Regions from separate parts of the Mus musculus genome. Here all the other regions are linked to region 4. The links are chromatin contacts, called in public promoter capture Hi-C maps. All regions are on one chromosome and are shown on one strand. Each heading gives the region's core, a stretch centred on a gene start, on an enhancer-like site or on the middle of the called end of the contact. The rest is flanking DNA. Distances are from core to core; before and after follow the strand shown.

What was found. Promoter capture Hi-C pulls out the DNA fragments that hold promoters and counts their contacts.
Region 1: a contact with region 4 is called in a promoter capture Hi-C map of liver, with 4 times the contacts expected there. The contact joins the enhancer-like site here to the promoter of Pla2g12b in region 4. A contact is called at or near these places in 14 of 39 promoter capture datasets (the 3T3-L1 cell line, the HPC-7 cell line, cranial neural crest and 9 more), 2 of 484 Hi-C or Micro-C datasets (bone marrow-derived macrophages and nephron progenitors) and 3 of 9 other capture datasets (adipose tissue, embryonic stem cells and liver).
Region 2: a promoter capture Hi-C map of liver shows a contact between it and region 4, with 4 times the contacts expected there. The contact joins the enhancer-like site here to the promoter of Pla2g12b in region 4. A contact is called at or near these places in 15 of 39 promoter capture datasets (the 3T3-L1 cell line, the C10 cell line, the HPC-7 cell line and 10 more), 1 of 15 datasets of contacts at CTCF or cohesin (the NIH/3T3 cell line), 3 of 484 Hi-C or Micro-C datasets (CD8 T cells, bone marrow-derived macrophages and nephron progenitors), 11 of 115 datasets of contacts at active chromatin or transcription factors (T-cell acute lymphoblastic leukemia, embryonic stem cells, extraembryonic endoderm stem cells and 2 more) and 5 of 9 other capture datasets (adipose tissue, embryonic stem cells, liver and 2 more).
Region 3: a promoter capture Hi-C map of hematopoietic stem and progenitor cells shows a contact between it and region 4, with 6 times the contacts expected there. The contact joins the enhancer-like site here to the promoter of Pla2g12b in region 4. A contact is called at or near these places in 10 of 39 promoter capture datasets (the 3T3-L1 cell line, the C10 cell line, the HPC-7 cell line and 6 more), 1 of 115 datasets of contacts at active chromatin or transcription factors (trophoblast stem cells) and 2 of 9 other capture datasets (adipose tissue and liver).

Annotation. Positions count from the first base shown.
Region 1 is chr10:59,767,088-59,771,336 of GRCm38.p6, forward strand. It overlaps Micu1 (mitochondrial calcium uptake 1), which reads left to right. Exons shown (of 12, transcript NM_144822.3): 6 at 1,051-1,165. Among named protein-coding and RNA genes, the nearest start is that of Gm17059, 31 kb to the right of the region's middle. Within about 2 kb of position 1,499, at least 8 of the 459 cell types and tissues checked have an H3K27ac peak or open chromatin away from gene starts, as enhancers often do. A contact at or near this core is called in liver, where this site is marked.
Region 2 is chr10:59,792,860-59,797,002 of GRCm38.p6, forward strand. All of the region lies in intron 8 of Micu1 (mitochondrial calcium uptake 1), which reads left to right. Among named protein-coding and RNA genes, the nearest start is that of Gm17059, 5.3 kb to the right of the region's middle. Within about 2 kb of position 2,427, at least 15 of the 459 cell types and tissues checked have an H3K27ac peak or open chromatin away from gene starts, as enhancers often do. A contact at or near this core is called in embryonic stem cells, liver and stem cell-derived epiblast-like cells, where this site is marked.
Region 3 is chr10:59,742,210-59,745,924 of GRCm38.p6, forward strand. The region is part of intron 4 of Micu1 (mitochondrial calcium uptake 1); the gene reads left to right. Among named protein-coding and RNA genes, the nearest start is that of Micu1, 42 kb to the left of the region's middle. Within about 2 kb of position 1,957, at least 15 of the 459 cell types and tissues checked have an H3K27ac peak or open chromatin away from gene starts, as enhancers often do.
Region 4 is chr10:59,401,931-59,405,745 of GRCm38.p6, forward strand. It overlaps Pla2g12b (phospholipase A2, group XIIB), which reads left to right and starts at 1,755. Exons shown (of 4, transcript NM_023530.2): 1 at 1,755-2,051. The coding sequence starts at 1,841.

The DNA of each region.
Region 1 (4,249 bases), core at 249-2,748, 360 kb after region 4:
AGGTAACCGTGGCAGGTTGTGCCTGGATGCTGGTGTGTTGGTGCTTGTCCGTTCTCACGAGGCTCTCGCCTGCAGTGCCGCCTCTTGCTTTCTCGCTTGCATGAGAGTGTTTCTTTGGTTATGCTGCCTTGGTTTGAATTCTTAAAACCTCTTTCTTTTTGCCCCCTCGGTGCACAGAATAAATATTTCCTTAAGTGCCTGTGGTTGGTCCAGAACTTACGGACTTTGTTTCAAGTGCAGCCCTCTGGTGGATCCTTTGCAGTTTTTGAAAGTACCTTCAATGAGGAATTCAGAGACCAGGAAACAGTGCGTCCAGCAGGCTGTTACTGGAACTAAGAACTGGCCTGCGTGACTCTTGAGTAAAGGAAGGGAGTGTACACTGGGAGCAAGAGCTGAGTCTGGAAGCGGCTTATTTCCATCAAACAGCTGAAACTCAGTAGCATCCGCTAACATAATGATAATGCAAAAGTCCGTTTCCGGATTACACTTCAGAATATTCTTTATCCTAAATACTCTTCTGTGTTCTAGATTAAGATTAAGACTCCAAAAGGAAAGTTTAAAATTAGTATTTCAGAAGCGTATATATGGCCTTGAGAACAGCTGCCTTCCCTCTGCTTCAAGATCACCAACAGTATGATTTTTTAATTTGATTGATTGATTGGCCAGTTGGAACCAGTTTTAGCTTTCTCTTTTCTTTGGTTGTTTTTTTTTTTTTTTTCCTTTATACCACCAAATAATAGTCTTAAGAGTGATGCCAGGTGTTCTAAAAGTGACACAGTTCTGAAGTTAGGCCATGTGTTCGATGGCAGGAAAAAACTGAAAACATCTTCAAATTTCAATGAACCCGGTGTTTACGTGAAGAACAAATGACCTCTTGTCTTGGAATCTTCATTAGCTTAAAAACTGTAAAGGATCCATGGATTTTGAATGGCCGTCCTAGAAGTGCTTAGGGGACGAGGGAACTGGGATAAATGTCGTCCGTTCTCCCTGCCTGTGTTCTGATTCAGTCGTATCTTTTCTGTTTCTTGCTGGGACCTGTGCCCCTGCTAGAAAATTGCCCAGGAACGAGAAAAATTTGCTGATGAAGGCAGCATCTTCTACAGCCTTGGAGAGTGTGGGCTCATCTCCTTCTCTGACTACATCTTCCTCACAACAGTCCTCTCCAGTGAGTATCATCTTCCCATCCTGTCTGTCTGTAAGGAGCACCAAGAAATGCAGAAACGGCTCAGCTGATTAGCTGGAAAACAGCCCCTAGCTTACAGTTAGCGGACTGTAAATCCTACAAGATTCCATTTGTTTTGTTTTGTTTTGTTTGTTTTTCTTCTGTAATTTGGGTGTAAACTCTCTTGAAAGGAAAAGAAAACCTAAGGTGTCAAGGTAGAATTTTTAAAGCTGACAGCCTGCTGATTTGCCCCTGCTGTCACTGGGCTCTGTGTTCGGTGAGGACCAGATGCACACGGTGACTGTCACAACTGTCACGGCGTGGTGCCGCTCTGCACATTCCATTTCCACGTGGCGTTTCCTCCCCTAAGGAAACCTGGCTCCGTTGTCCTGCCCATGTTGAGTGGTCACTTATTAATCTTGGAATGGTATTTCTAGAGACTCAAAGCTCAGTTTTCACTTATGGAGAACACAGGTAAGTTTTTAAATGTTAAACTATCTAGGATATGCAACTCTGGCTCTTTCTCTTAGTGTGAATTGTAATCATCAGAAAAACCAAACAAAATGTTCATAGCTCTCTGTGTAGTCTGTTAAAATGTAACTCAGGCCAGAGTTGTAGGCAACTGTAGGGCAGAGGTGGAGGATTGGCCTAGCACGGCACAGTCCTAGGTTCAGCCCCAACACTGCAAAAGAAAATACCCATAGTGGACCGGAGTTCCGACACAATGTTAACAAAGGGATTCCGAGTGCTCTTCCAGCTAGGAGAGAGACGGCCATCTCTCCCTCACCTCATCTCCTCACCTTATCTCCTCTCCTGCCACACAGCTGAGTTTCTTTAAAAGATAAAACCCTGAATCATGTGGTGGCTTTGAGACTGGGTCTCTTTATATAGCCTAGGCTGCCCTCAAACTTGGAATGCCCCTGTCTCAACCTGAAAGTATCCGCCATTCTACACCACTGTGCCCAGCGTATGGGTTTTAACAGACGGAAGACAATTCCTGCCGTGACCAACTACTTCAGCCTTACTCCTTCAGTGTAACTGCTAACAAGGGAGAGAAGACTTCTGCCTTGTCACAGGACCCTGTGGGTGCCACTGCAGGAAGAATGTATGTGGCAGCCCAGTGCTACAATGAAAATGCCCATTAACATAGTGACGACAACCCCAAAATAAGCATACCTTGGCATTGGTTTCTTTTCTTTTTCTTTCTTTCTTTCTTTTTTTTTTTTTCCTTCTTTTGAGACAGGGTTTCTCTGTGTGTCCTTGGCTATCATGGCACTCACTCTATAGACCAGGCTGGCCTCCAAGTCACAGAGATCTTCCTGCCTCTGCCTCCCTAGTACTGGGACTAAAGGAGTGTGCCTTGTCACACCCAGCCCACACCTTGACTCATTTTTAAAGAATACAAATCATTTTCTGGGTATGTCTATATACCTGAATATATGTGTGTGTGCCACTCATTGTGGCTGCTGAGAGCTCAACCCTGAACCTCTATAAAAGCAAATGCCCTAACCTCTGGGCTGTCTTTCCAGCCCCTCGTTGAGCTCACACGCACACACACATACACGCACACACACACACACACACACACACACACACACACACCCCACCCCACCCCCTACCCCCGCACACACCCATTTGGAAGTTTTCTCCTGCTCAGATTCCTTGTGATGCTCTTCAGATGAACTGGTGATGTAGACGTTTCCCACACTTCAGCCTGGAGCATGCCCTGTTGTTGCCTTCGTTTTACAGGTGAAGAGACTCGGTATACAAAATGTTTCAGAACGTACCCCTAGTCCCAACGTGAAGGAGTAGCCATTTTCTGGTAAGAGCCTAAACTGAGCAGCCTCTGGGCTCCTGCGCCTGGCTGCCCAGCTCTCAGTGTCTGCGGTGTAGCTGGAACTCACTCGCCGCCTCTCTTTCCCTAAGGCTGAGCTGCAGCAGGGCTCTGATGGCAGCCCAAGCATCCTTACAATCTTAATGCTGGACACTGTGTTTTCCACTTTATCCAGCAAGCTGCCAGGGAAAGCATGCCGCAGATGGTGCGCTAGGGTAGGGCTGGTGAGCAAGGGGCTGTTACAGCCTATGCACAGTAAATGGTTCCCAAGTCATCCTGGGAGAGGGCAGACAACTTCCTAAGCCTCAAGAGTTAGTACTGGACCCTCGAGATGGCTCAGTGGGTAAAAGCACTCGTCACCAAGACAGGCAACCTGAGTTCAGTCTCTCCAAGCCACAGGGAGGAGAAAACCAACCCCTAAGCTGTTCTCTGACACCCACACACTCGTGCACACACATACACAGAGAGAGAGGATGGATGGATGGATGGATGGATGGATGGATGGATGGATGGATGGATGGATGGATGATAAACAGGCATTGCTAGTCATTTGGCATAGGACTAGAACATGAAATGCATTAGTGTATTTGTCTTTCTGATAAACAGCGGGTAGCTGGGGCCATAGAAAGCCAGTAGGCCAGTGGGAAAAGTCACCCAGCTGAGGCAGGACTGCCCATCTGCTGAGACCCTAGCACTCAATGGGTGGACTCCCGCCATCCCTTGGTGCTGCCAACACTGTACTGTAGCGAACTGAAGCGCGGGACCCCAGGCCACTTGAGGAGCTGTACTCTTGTCAGAAAGAAAATCTGAGAACTATGCATGGCAGATTGTTCTTTTCCAATTTACCACACCTAAAAATCAAACCGGGAAAGCTGCTTTCCTGAAGGATTATGTTGTGCAGTGTGATTTCTCATTAAATAGTGTTCATTCTCATGGAAACTTTTTGGCAGTTTGATAAGAAACATCTTGTACATAAAGTAAGACTTTTCTTCTGCCCGTATAAGACTTGAGTAAAGGGCCTTCCTTGGCCAGCTAACCACTGAGCGGCTGTCCTCCTGTCTCATACACACGCGCACACACACACAGCTCAGCAACGCTTTTCTTGCTTTATTTTGATTTTCCTCCTCCGCCCTAATCCCCACTTCAGAGTCTGGGTCATTCATTGTTTACCTTATTAATTGTACCTTCTCCAACCTAAACCGTTGAGTTACATAACAGCAATCACAAGTTTGTAGTTATAGCCACTGCAGATG
Region 2 (4,143 bases), core at 1,177-3,676, 390 kb after region 4:
GTTTCTGCTGTTTAAGCCACCCAGCTACAGAATATTGTCCGGGCAGCCCTATCATACTAGCGCAGGGCTGTGTGCCCGACAGCTTCCTGCCAGCGCTGTGTCTTAGTGTCCTTACAGTGGCATCTACTGTCACTCTGCCTCAGACAAACCACAGGCAGCTGCACACAAGGCATCCCAGCTGAGAGACCAAAAGGCTGTTCGTTCACTTTGAAATCGTTTTCTGAGAAGACATCTGGAAATGGCAGCAAGCTTTGTTTTTATGAAACACTTCTAATTTCACTTTTCCAAGTTTGGGTGATTTCTCCCTTCACTGAGCATGAAATAAAATCTCATCATCACTGCTAAGAGGCAAGTGGAGATGATTAATAAATCTCAATACCTTTGCTGGGGCTTTATAATTCCATCGTTCTTCCTGTCTCTTACTAGTTTATTCCGTGCCTTGTCTCCTTTAAAACTTGAGATGGAGGAGATTTATGGTTCCATTTATCTGCTCTTTTCTGCCTTTTTCTCAGAACAGCAGTTTTGAGAATAAAGGAAGTTTGATCCATCACTCTGCATTTCCAGAAGGCTGAGAGGAGGGGACGCCTGTGAATGTTATACAAGTGGCTGCCTCTGACCCAGGCACTTTGCATATCTTAACTTTTTATTTGAGACAGGTTCTCTTGGCTAGCCTGGAACTCACAGAGACTCTGCCTCCTGAGTACTGGCATTAAAAACCATGCACCAGCTGGCCTTTCTTTCATTCTCATCAGCTCTATCAGAGTCCATGTGATAGAGGAGAGGACACACCCATATCACAGGTGGAGACACTGATACTGTCGACAGCCACAGCTGCTGTGTGGTAGTGTCTGCTCGGAGCCTGGTACCTTCACAATTCCTCTCAGACAGAGCTATTTCTGTTCCTTACATGATTGGTTCTCGGTTTGTTTTGTTCTTTTTAGCCTGTGCTATGGTTTCTATGGGACTCAACACAGTTTAGATTTTAGGGGCTGAAAAGGACCAAAGTTGTAGCATTTGGCCTTCTCCAGAAGTCCGTTTCTGGTTCCTTTGCTACCCAGGTATCACTCCCAGGACAGAGAAGACTATTCTGTTTGTTACCCAAGCCAGCTGCAGCATCATGAGAACGATCACCTGCTGAGCTCTGCCCTGTCTGAGTGCTCTTACACTCTGACAGCCTTTGTCCCATTCCTCCCCTCTCCCTTTCTCTATTTGAGAGCAACAGCAACAAAAACACAGTTTTAAAGAAGTGATGTAAGAATACAAAGTTGCTTCCTTAAAACTCTTTTTTAGGTTAAGAATTCCATCTAAGGCTGCCAGAAATGAGTGAGCAGGGTTCCTTGGAGACAGGTGCCGAGTCTAATTCCAGTTAATATATTCATTGATTTCTTGAAGACTGTAGCAAGAAAGATGTCAATCAAAATGAAAGATACTAGAGAATTCTTTGAAAGATTATGGTTAATTTTAATTTGGGGGAAAGGAACTGTCATGTCAAAGAAAGTAAAAAACTAATTTATGCAAGAATAAAGACTAACTAGAACATACAACAAAGAAATTATGAAATGAGTTGGGGGTCTGTGTGGATAGTGTATAATCAGCCAGTCACTTAATGACTGTCTTATGTTTCTGGGCAAATATATATATAGAGAGAGAGATTACCTTGTTTAATAGGGAAAAAATCCTAAAAGCAGGGCACAAAGAAATGGGCTAACTATTCACCACTATCAATAAGAATAGAGAGACCCAGCAAGTGGCTCAGAGAGTAAAGATGCTTCTGACCTGAGTCCAGCCCCAGAGCCACATATAGGTAGTGCGTAGGATCCACTAAATCCAACTTAACTCAAACACCACGTCAATGCAGACGACAAAAATTTACTGTAATCAAGCTGCTACTGATTGATCCGGGCCACAGAACAGACTTGGGAGCTGAACTGGGACCCTAGAGAGAAATTACACAGCACATTTAAAGGATGAGACCACGCAGCGAGAGGGAGCGGAGTGGGCTGTAGCATTGTCCAGTCATATTTTGACTTAAGGGGTTGAGCAAGGGAGTTTTCACCAATCAGGATAGGAGTCGGTTCCTGGGCCTGGAACATGACCTTGTTTGACCCTGCCAGCAAGATGGAGAGGTTGTCCTTGAGATGTCTGGACTGGGACAACTTTTTCCTTATAATGTAAGGGTCCATGCTTCCCCGAAGAATGAAACCCCAGACTCAAAACAGTATGAAAGCGCAGAGTGTTTTATTCTTCAGAAGTCCAGCATTCTCCCATTACCAGGATAGAGAGACAATCACGTGAGCCTGAAGAAGGCTCGCTTTAAAACACATTGGAATTCTGGGATAGATGACCTTTGTCTTACTCCACCTCTAGACTTTCTGGAACCATTTTCAAGGTGTGAAGTCTGGAAACTGCTGCCGACCCATTGTCTTTGCCTCGGGCCAGGTGGTGGGCAGCTTTGAGGGCAGGACTTGCCTGGGCTTGCCCAGTTCTTAGAAACTGAGATTTAGGCCTCGTCTCCTGAACTGCCAGTTTGAAGCCTGTCATGGAATCAGCCGAGCCTTCTCACTAAGAGAAGCTGTTCAGCTATTGGGAAGTTCCTAGCTCTCCTAGAACCTGGGACCTTTATTTAGTTTCTCCTATGATTAAATGGAATGTGAAAACAAAATGGTAGCACTTAGGTTAAGTTTCTTTTGCTTATTCCCACAGTGAAAAGAAAGAACTGATTCTACGGGGTTGTCCGATCCCTACAAGTGGGCCATAGCACATGGGCCTGCACATTCGTCTCACACACACACATAATCCAAATAAATAAATTGTTAAGGATTAGAGAAAATGAGATTAATACTTTTTTAAAATTTACTCTTCTAATCTATGAGATCTGGGGATTAAGTTCAAGTTCTTGGGCTTGGTGGCAAATGTATTTATGTACCAGCTGGCTTGCCTGCCTGTTGCTATTGCTTTCAGTGTTGGGTCTAACCTAAGTCTGGCCCAAGCCAGGCGAGTGCTCTGCCACTGTGCACTGTGCACAACACTATAGTCTAGCCCAGAGGGGTTAATTTCAGAGTGCCTAAGGAGCCCCTAGAATCATGTTTGGATCCATCCAAGCATAACTGTGTGTACCGTTTCTTGCTCTAACAGTGCAGGCAGGGATCACATTGCCTGTGAGAGACAAAGGCCAAGTGGTTACAGAAAAGGACGGGGCAGGAAGGCCTCCAGCTGGGCTTGGTTGTCCTCACAGCCTGTATTTGTCTTGGCTTTTGTTTTTGATCCTGGCTTTTTGAGACAGGATTTCTTAGCATAGACCTGGCTGGGTTGATTACACATTTTGTACATCATGCTGGCCTCAAACTTAGTCTCCTGGCTCTGCCTTCCAAGTACTGGTTTGTAGGCACGTGCTACCAAGCTGCCGGGTCCAGAGTTGATTCTTTCTTTTTTCCTCACAATTTATTTATTTATTTGATGTGCATTGGCATTTTGCCTGCTTGTCTGTCTGTGTGAGGGTGTCAGATCCCCTAGAACTGAAGTTACAGGCAGGTGTGAGCTGCCAGGTGGGTGCTGGGAACTGAACCCGGGTCCTCTGGAAGAACAGCCAGTACTCTTAACCTCAAAGCCCCACAGAGTTGACTCTTAATTACATGCAAGCAAACAAAGCAGAGTTTTCATCGGGATTGCTTCTCTTTTACTCTTTTGCTTCTACAAAGCAAAATAGAGATAATAATAAATTTATAGTTTCTTATTCCATTCTCGGTTTTAGCTTGAATTATTCAATAAAAGGTACTTTACTCCTTTAAGTATTTATAACTTTAACAAGCAAAGTACATATTTAAAGGAGGTTTTTTGTTTGTTTATATTTTAAGAAAAAAGACCTATGAGCAGCCTCCTCCCTTGTAAAGTAATACAACTGTTGGTTATAAAGGTAAAGGTATTTTACTAATATTTTTTCTTTGAGGGAAAAAATCTATATACAGTATGACCTGCCTTATTCTTGTCAAAGTGTTGAGAGAAGACCAGAGCAAGCATTTTCTTAAATGTGAAAAAGTGGGCTGTGGTTTTTCACCAGAAACTATGATATTACCACAGCATTACAGACTGTGTGAGGAGGCTGCAGAAGAGACTCGGGATAACAGTCCAGGACGCTTGTCCCAA
Region 3 (3,715 bases), core at 707-3,206, 340 kb after region 4:
AAGCCAATGTATAAACCAGTAATGGCTGAAGACCCTGAATCTACCATCTATACTACCATATGCTCCAGAATTTGCAATGTTTGGACGTCAGTATGACGCTGTGAGTGGATAACCCCCTGTTTGACCTATGACACTGTGAGTGGATAACCCCCTGTTTGACCCCAGTGCACAGAAAATAGGATAACATCATCAGTGGGCTGTGTGTATAGGATGTGTAGGAAACACAAATGTATTTGATACAGAGTTGCACCTTCCTCTCCACTCTGTTGAGCGGCCAGTTCTGCTACACAAACTGGCTTCAAGGATGGGCTAAGAAATGAGCCCAGGGCTATAAGGAGTGGAGAGCTGAGTGCACGCCCTCACCTGGGCTCCGTGACCCTCTGTCTCACCTCCATTCTCCCACACAGATCCCGTACCTCTTAGCAAGCCTGCATCATTTACCTGTGGAAGAATGCAGGTCTTATTCTGCAGAATCTCTCTCCTCCGTCTTTCAGTGGTTGTATCTCTATGGCGTTTATTGTGCTTCTCGGTCTTCTGCATTTCATCTATGTGAAGACTACACAGACAGTTCTAGAAAAGGACACTACCAAATAACTACGAGTGTTGAAATCAGACGGATGGATTTTATTGTGCTGCAAATGGTCCTTTATTTCCCAATAGGTTCTTCTATATTCATAGTTGCTTTTTGCTTCCAAAGAGTTTTATAATAAGATATACCAAGCTTGTCATTAATGGCATTGAACTTTAGATGTAGATCCTTTTAAAATATCTCTATTTATTTATTTATTTATTTATTTATTTATTTATTTATTTATTTAAAGGTGCATTGAGGGAGTTGGTCCTCACTTCCCATCGTGCGGGTCGTGGGGATCAGGCTCCTGTGGGCAGGCTCAGTGACCAGCACCTTTAGCCACTGAGCTCTCCAAGCCTGAGATCCTTTGAAGCTTGCTTTGGCAGCTAGTTTGGTGACAGGGAAGGGAAGAAATCCAGGCAAGGTTGTATGCAGAAGAAAGACGCTCACAGATATTTTCTCGTATTTTTATGATAGCAAAACATTTTTATGCCTGTAAGGCAATTACCATTCAAATAAAACTCTCATCTCTATCAGGGCTGTTAAAGACTATAATTTGCTTCCAGTGTGACAATGAAAATGAACCATCACTTTTAGGACAGGCCACGGAGGACTGTTTCCTCACTTAAGGGATATTATGTTTATTCCTTTGAAAACAATTCTATTTGCCGGTTGCCTTCATACGCTCCGGCATTTAACTCTGTAGCTGTTTGCTGTTTGCTTATTTGTTTTTACGATGGTGGGAATTGAACGCAAGGCTTTCTGCACGCAGCACATACACTCTACCACTGAGCCCCGCCCCCCCTTAATTACCGAAAGATGTCCTACATAAACTGAATAGTCACTGGGAGTGCAGTACACCGAGCACCCTTCTCATTTTCATGGGAAGCTGGAATAACGAACGAGTGCTTTTCTTATGAGAATCAGAAGGAAGAGAGAATTCTGTACAGTGAAATGAGATCTAACTGGAAACTGGCTTCGCTTTCATTTGCTCATTAGCAAGAATTCATTAGCAGGGATGTCGATTCAGCAAAATTAAACCTGCTGCCCCTGTGTGAGGTGAAGGATAAAGGCAGCTGATTTCTGTTTCAAGCCAGTTGGTGGCAAAGCATGCTTTTGATCCCAGCACTTGGGAGGCAGAGGATCTCTGTGAGTTCAAGGCCAGCTTGAACTACAAAGCAAGTTTCAGGACAGCCAGAGTTACGCAGAAAAACTCTGTCTCAAATCTACCTGCTCCCCCAATTCCCCCTTACCCCCCATACACACACCATACACACACACGTAGGGGGAGGAGAGCTTCAGGGCAGCCACAGGTACATAGTGAAACTCTGGCTCAAAAATAAACAACAAAGACTGACCTCACCCACTTACCCATAAGGAAGCAGGCCCTGAGAAGGGAGTTGCCAGGGTCATGTGGCTCAGGTGTGTCAAAGCCGCTGCCCGGGTCACCCAGCTCTGGCCTAAGGAGAAAGATCTTTGTCACCCAGGGGGTGGAAACTGGCTTCACTTTCATTTGCTCATTAGCAAGAATTCATTAGCAGGGATGTCGATTCAGCAAAATTAAACCTGCTGCTCCTGTGTGAGGCAATGGATAAAGGTAGTCGATTTTGTTCTTAGATTTCTGTCTCCAGCCAGCCGTTCCGATTTCAACTTTGTTTCGTCATGACTTCACACATACTATATCCCAAGATACCCAGAGGATCTAAATCTGTGAGAGTCTTCATTTTAGAACTGTTTAAAATAATCTTGGAGCACAGGCTCTCCAAGGCCCCCAAATTAAACCATTTGAAATGAGCTAATGAGTTTCGGTGAAAAGGTGACTAAGAATCCTTGTGTACTAAATATCAAAAATGTATAGAGAAAGGAGCCGTAGGGAAGTGTGAAGCACATTAAAAGGAAAATCACATAGTGTGCTCCCTGGACACATGCCGGCCCTCCGCTATGATGCCGATGCATCACCACCATCCCTGGATATAAGGACGCTGACTCCACTATAGTAAAACCCATCTTCACCAGCCGTGGTAGCTCACGCCTTCAACCCCAGCACTCAGGAGGCAGAGGCCTGTGGATGTCTGAGTTCCTGACAGCCAGGGCTACACAGAGAAACCCTGTCTCCAAAAAAACAAAACCAAAAGTTTGTTAACAGCCATTGTATGATGCAAGTAACCAGAAGTGTGGAATGTGGTTAACAGTTCCAGGGAACAAAAGAGTTTGGGGCAGAACACTGTGGCATGGGCAGTCTCTGCGTCCTTTCTACAGCATCAGCCTGGGTGACTTTCTATCTAAGGGTAATTTGCCTATAAAGAATGCTTTCAGGGCTGCAGAGATGGCTCAGCGGTTAAGAGCGCTGACTGCTCTTCCAGAGGTCCTGAGTTCAATTCCCAGCAACCACATGGTGGCTCACAACCATCTGTAATGGGATCCATTGCCCTCTTCTGGTGTGTCTGAAGATAGCTACAGTGTTCTCACATTCATAAAATTTAAAAAAAAAAAAGGACACTTTCAGTCAGTGACACATGATTGAGTCTGTAGTACTGTTATCCTCTGTATACCTCCTGTGTTCTGCTTCTATTGATTTGTTGGTTTGTTTACAGAGTTTCAGTCTGTCTGCTTTTGCTTTTGACCCCCTGCAATACTGTTTCCTATAGAGCAGACCAGCTGCAGCCAACTCCCTGATTCTTTATGGCCCACAAACACAAAACAATTTGTCCATTTTTAATGGGGAGGAAGAACACAAGAATATTTAGAACATGTAAAAATTACATGCAATTCAGATTTCATTGTTCATAAGAAGTTGCATGGGCACAGCACACTCATCCCTGGGTGGCAGATTCAGAGCTGGAAGAACAGAGTGACGAAGTTGTAACAGACCGTAAGCGTACGGTCTATACAACTTGAAGTGTTCATTTTATGTGCTTTCAAAAGGGGGATGTGCTAGCCCTTGGTGTTGGGCATTGTGTGGGAGTTAAACATGGGCTGACATCTAGTGCAGGGGTTTAGAAATCAAAGCACTTTCAAAACAGTTCTTCTTCTTCTTCTTCTTCTTCTTCTTCTTCTTCTTCTTCTTCTTCTTCTTCTTCTTCTTCTTCTTCTTTTTTTGAAGACATTTAGAGCTATGACTTGCTGTTGTATAGGGGATAGCCT
Region 4 (3,815 bases), core at 505-3,004:
GTTCATGGACATCTCTTTCTTTAGATTAGGGAAGTTTTCTTCTATAATTTTGTTGAAGATATTTACTGGCCCTTTAAGTTGGGAATCTTCATTCTCTTCTATACCTATTATCCTTAGGTTTGGTCTTCTCATTGTGTCCTGGATGTTTTCAATTAGGAGCTTTTTGCATTTTCTTTGATTGTTGTGTCAATGTTTTCTATGGTATCTTCTGCACCTGAGATTCTTCTGTCTCTTGTATTCTGTTGGTGATACTTGCATCTATGACTTCTGATCTCTTTCATAGTTTTTGTAACTCTGGTGTTGTCTCCCTTTTTCATTTCTTAATGTTTCTATTTCCATTTTTAGATCTTGGATGGTTTTGTTCAATTCCTTCACCTGTTTGATTGTGTTTTCCTGTAATTCTTTAAGGGAATTACAGAGACCTGAGTTTAGTTCCAGACACCTGTCTCAGGTGACACCCTCCCCCCAACCTTCAGCTCCAGGGCATCCCCCAGCCTCCACAGGCTCCTGTACCCACATGTGCACCCCATTCCCAAACACACTCGAGGCATTGCACATATTAGAGGTAGGTGGTCCACTATTGAGTTGTGCCCCCCCCCCCCCCCCGTTTTCCTTCCTTTTTGAAGGAGTCCTATGGTTCTGTTCTGATATGACCTCATCAGTTATGGCCCTGGCCCAGCCTTGGGACCTAAGTAATGAAGTCATTTAACCTCTCCCTGATTTCTTATTTGTCAAATAAAAATATCAACCTTGCCTAACAAAATAGGTGTGAATGTGTGGAGGGAGGAAGGGAGGGAGGGAGGGAGGGAGGGAGGGAGAAACAAGAAGACAGGGAGACAGACACACACAGAGAGATAGAGAGACAGAGAAACAGGAAGAAAGTCAGAGAGAGACAGGAAAGGAGAGATTGAGAAGAGACTAGTTCAGAATGTGTATGGTCGTTTCCCAGACTGGTGATTTTATAGGTATTCTTCACATGGCCAAGAGCAAACTACGCTGAAAGTGACGCCCAAACTCAGGATTCCAGAGAGCAATCTCAAAGCTTGGAATCTCAAACAGGCTTTCTGATAGCAGCCTGGACTTTTATCTGCCTAAAAGGGGGTGGGAGGAAGGAATCACCACTGGGGCCGAATGTTCCCAGAAGAGACCTGGGGCCATCAGTCTCAGGGGATCCCAGGATACAGCACTGAGTATAAACACATGCCCTGCAGATTCTCGGAAAGGTATTCCCTGGGAGGATAGCAGGACCTTTGCCAGATGGAAGGATTTGAGCTAGAGACACGGAGGGACCAAGGCAGAAACTGGGCTCGAAACCTGAACTTTCACCAAGGCACACTTGGATTTTAGCCCCTGATAATCTGTTATTAGATTCACCTGTGGTGAAGATGACCCCAGTAGGGCTACCAGAGTCTCGCACACACCCTCATGGGCCTCCCCAGGACAGGTATAGAGGAGGAAGTAGTTCAGGGGTGTGGCTGAGATCTTGGGAAGAGCTCTGCAGTAGAGAAACCTGAGGTGCTCAAGTGTGCTGGAGAATCCTGGGGCTCCCGTCCAGCCTCACAGAGTGAGCAGTCATCCCCCCAGCGCTTCGGGGTCCACTGGGAAGTCCCCTCTTGGGCCATCCTCATACAGCCCCTCCCACGGTTTCACCTTTGTCCTCTCTAATCGCTCGGATCGGCTCCCAGCCTCCATGGCTGTGTTTAAAGTCCACCTCTGGGGAACACAGACTGACTGTACCGATAAGCCCGGACACAGGGCTGTGTATGTCCCCAGGGCTTCCTGGGACCCTGGCTGGGGTTGGGGACGAGAGCAGCCGCGAGGGTCTACTTGTGCGTGCAAAATGAAGCTGCTCTGCGGCTTCTTCCTCCTGTGGCTTGGCCTGGTAGGGAACCTGGCTCAGAGTGACCCCAGCCCCAAGGAAGAGGAGTCCTACTCTGACTGGGGCCTGAGGCAGCTGCGGGGCAGCTTCGAGTCTGTCAACAGCTACGTGGATTCCTTCATGGAGCTGCTGGGAGGGAAGAATGGAGTCTGTCAGTACCGGTGTCGATATGGTGAGTGGATGCCTTCTCTGGGAGTGGGGGTGGGGAGTGACAGCATGAGCAGCAAAGCAGGTCACATCTGTCCTACATCCGGTAGGCCAGGTCGCCAGGCAAAGCAAAATCAGGTGTAGCGTCATCCGAAATGCAAGCAGGCAACTAAATCCTGTGAGGGGCCCCGAGTGAAGTCTGGGTTCTATATCTCCTGATAAAAGTGTGATTTATCGGAAACTCAGGCTCTGCTCAGCTTCCTGGGAACTTTCGCTGAGGCCTTTTAGGAGTTTACTGGAGGCAGGTAAGGCCTTAAGGGATGGCAGAGAGGTTTGAGAGGAATCGCAGGGTCTCAGAGATGCTCCTAAGGGGAGAACGCGGAACCGGAGATTCTGCCCTGGGTCAACTCACTGCCTTCGCATCCCAAAAGCTTTGAAGGACTCTCCTCTCTGCTGCAGGCCTCTGCCTGCGATTTGCCTAGATTCTGCCAAGGGAGGGGTCCAGCCCTGCCTTAGTCACTGTTATCACTGAACTGACCTGCCTGCTGCCCGCCAGGGGTCCCAAGCTCTGCCACCACCAAAGAGAGCCAAACACCAGAGACACAACTGGGAACTGGAGTGAGCTCCCATGCCTACCTTGCTTGAGTTGGAAAGCCAGCTAGGGCAGGAGCTGAGGCTGAAGCCATCTTCCCCTTCACCCTCCTGGGAAGAGATGGGAGCTGAGTATCATGTGTCGTGTCCCCCCCCCCCCCCCCCCAATGTCATAGTGTCAAATTCTGGGCGACTCAGCATCACGTTTACTCAAAGTTAGATGGATAAGCACAAGGCCGGGTCACCTCATTAAGTTCACCTAATATCCATCAAAGAGGCAGGAAAGTTAATGCCTGCCATTTGAATCAACACAGGTATTGTCAATATACCCAAGGTTTAGCAAACATCTAACAACAGTAGGACTTCTTGTAAAATGGTGAGCCCGATCTTGTTCTTACTTCTCTAGTAAAACAGCATCAAAAGATTTCAGCAAATTTTGGTTGGGCAGCCTCTGACTGGGCGGGACCATCAAGCTCCCCAACTGCTTATGGGAGGAGTGTCTTGAGACTGTGATCCCAGCTACTGGAGAGACTGAGACAGGTCAGCCTGGCTACGCAGTGAGACCCTCAAGATCCCTCTCAGCCCATTTCCTCCTAAAGGATGCTCTAAACATAAATCTTTTTAAAAAAATTTTTAAATCAACAAAAATAATAGTGGCTACTTATGGAGAAGCCTGGTGGTTTCATCCATGATGGAAAGGTTCGATGCATTGGCCACGCCTCCCACAGACTTTCCTTTTATTCGTGGTGGGAGTGTTAAAAGTCTGTGCTCTGGGGGGTTTGAGATTGGGTTACCTTTCTCACTGCACGTTTGCTAGAAATGATTTAAGGAAGGAAGGGGCTTATGTGGCTCGGGGTTTCAGAATGTCTCTGCCTATCATGGAAGGACGCTAAAGAAGCAACTATAGGCAGTGGGAGCCAGAAGTGGAGCCTGGTTCACCAGGCAACATTGGCAAGCAGAGAGAGCTAAGCTGGGTGTCGCCTTCAAAGGCATGGCCCTGGACAGCTACTTCTGACACACAGGCCCCCTCTCTTAGAATTAATTCTTCAGCTTCCAAAAACAGTAGCATCAACCAGAAAACTAGCATTCAAAACAAAATCCTGTGGGGAGCTCTGTGTGTGTGTGTGTGTGTGTGTCTAAATATACATAGACATGGAGGCCAGAGAAGGACATCTGTGTCTCAAATTATCACACTTTA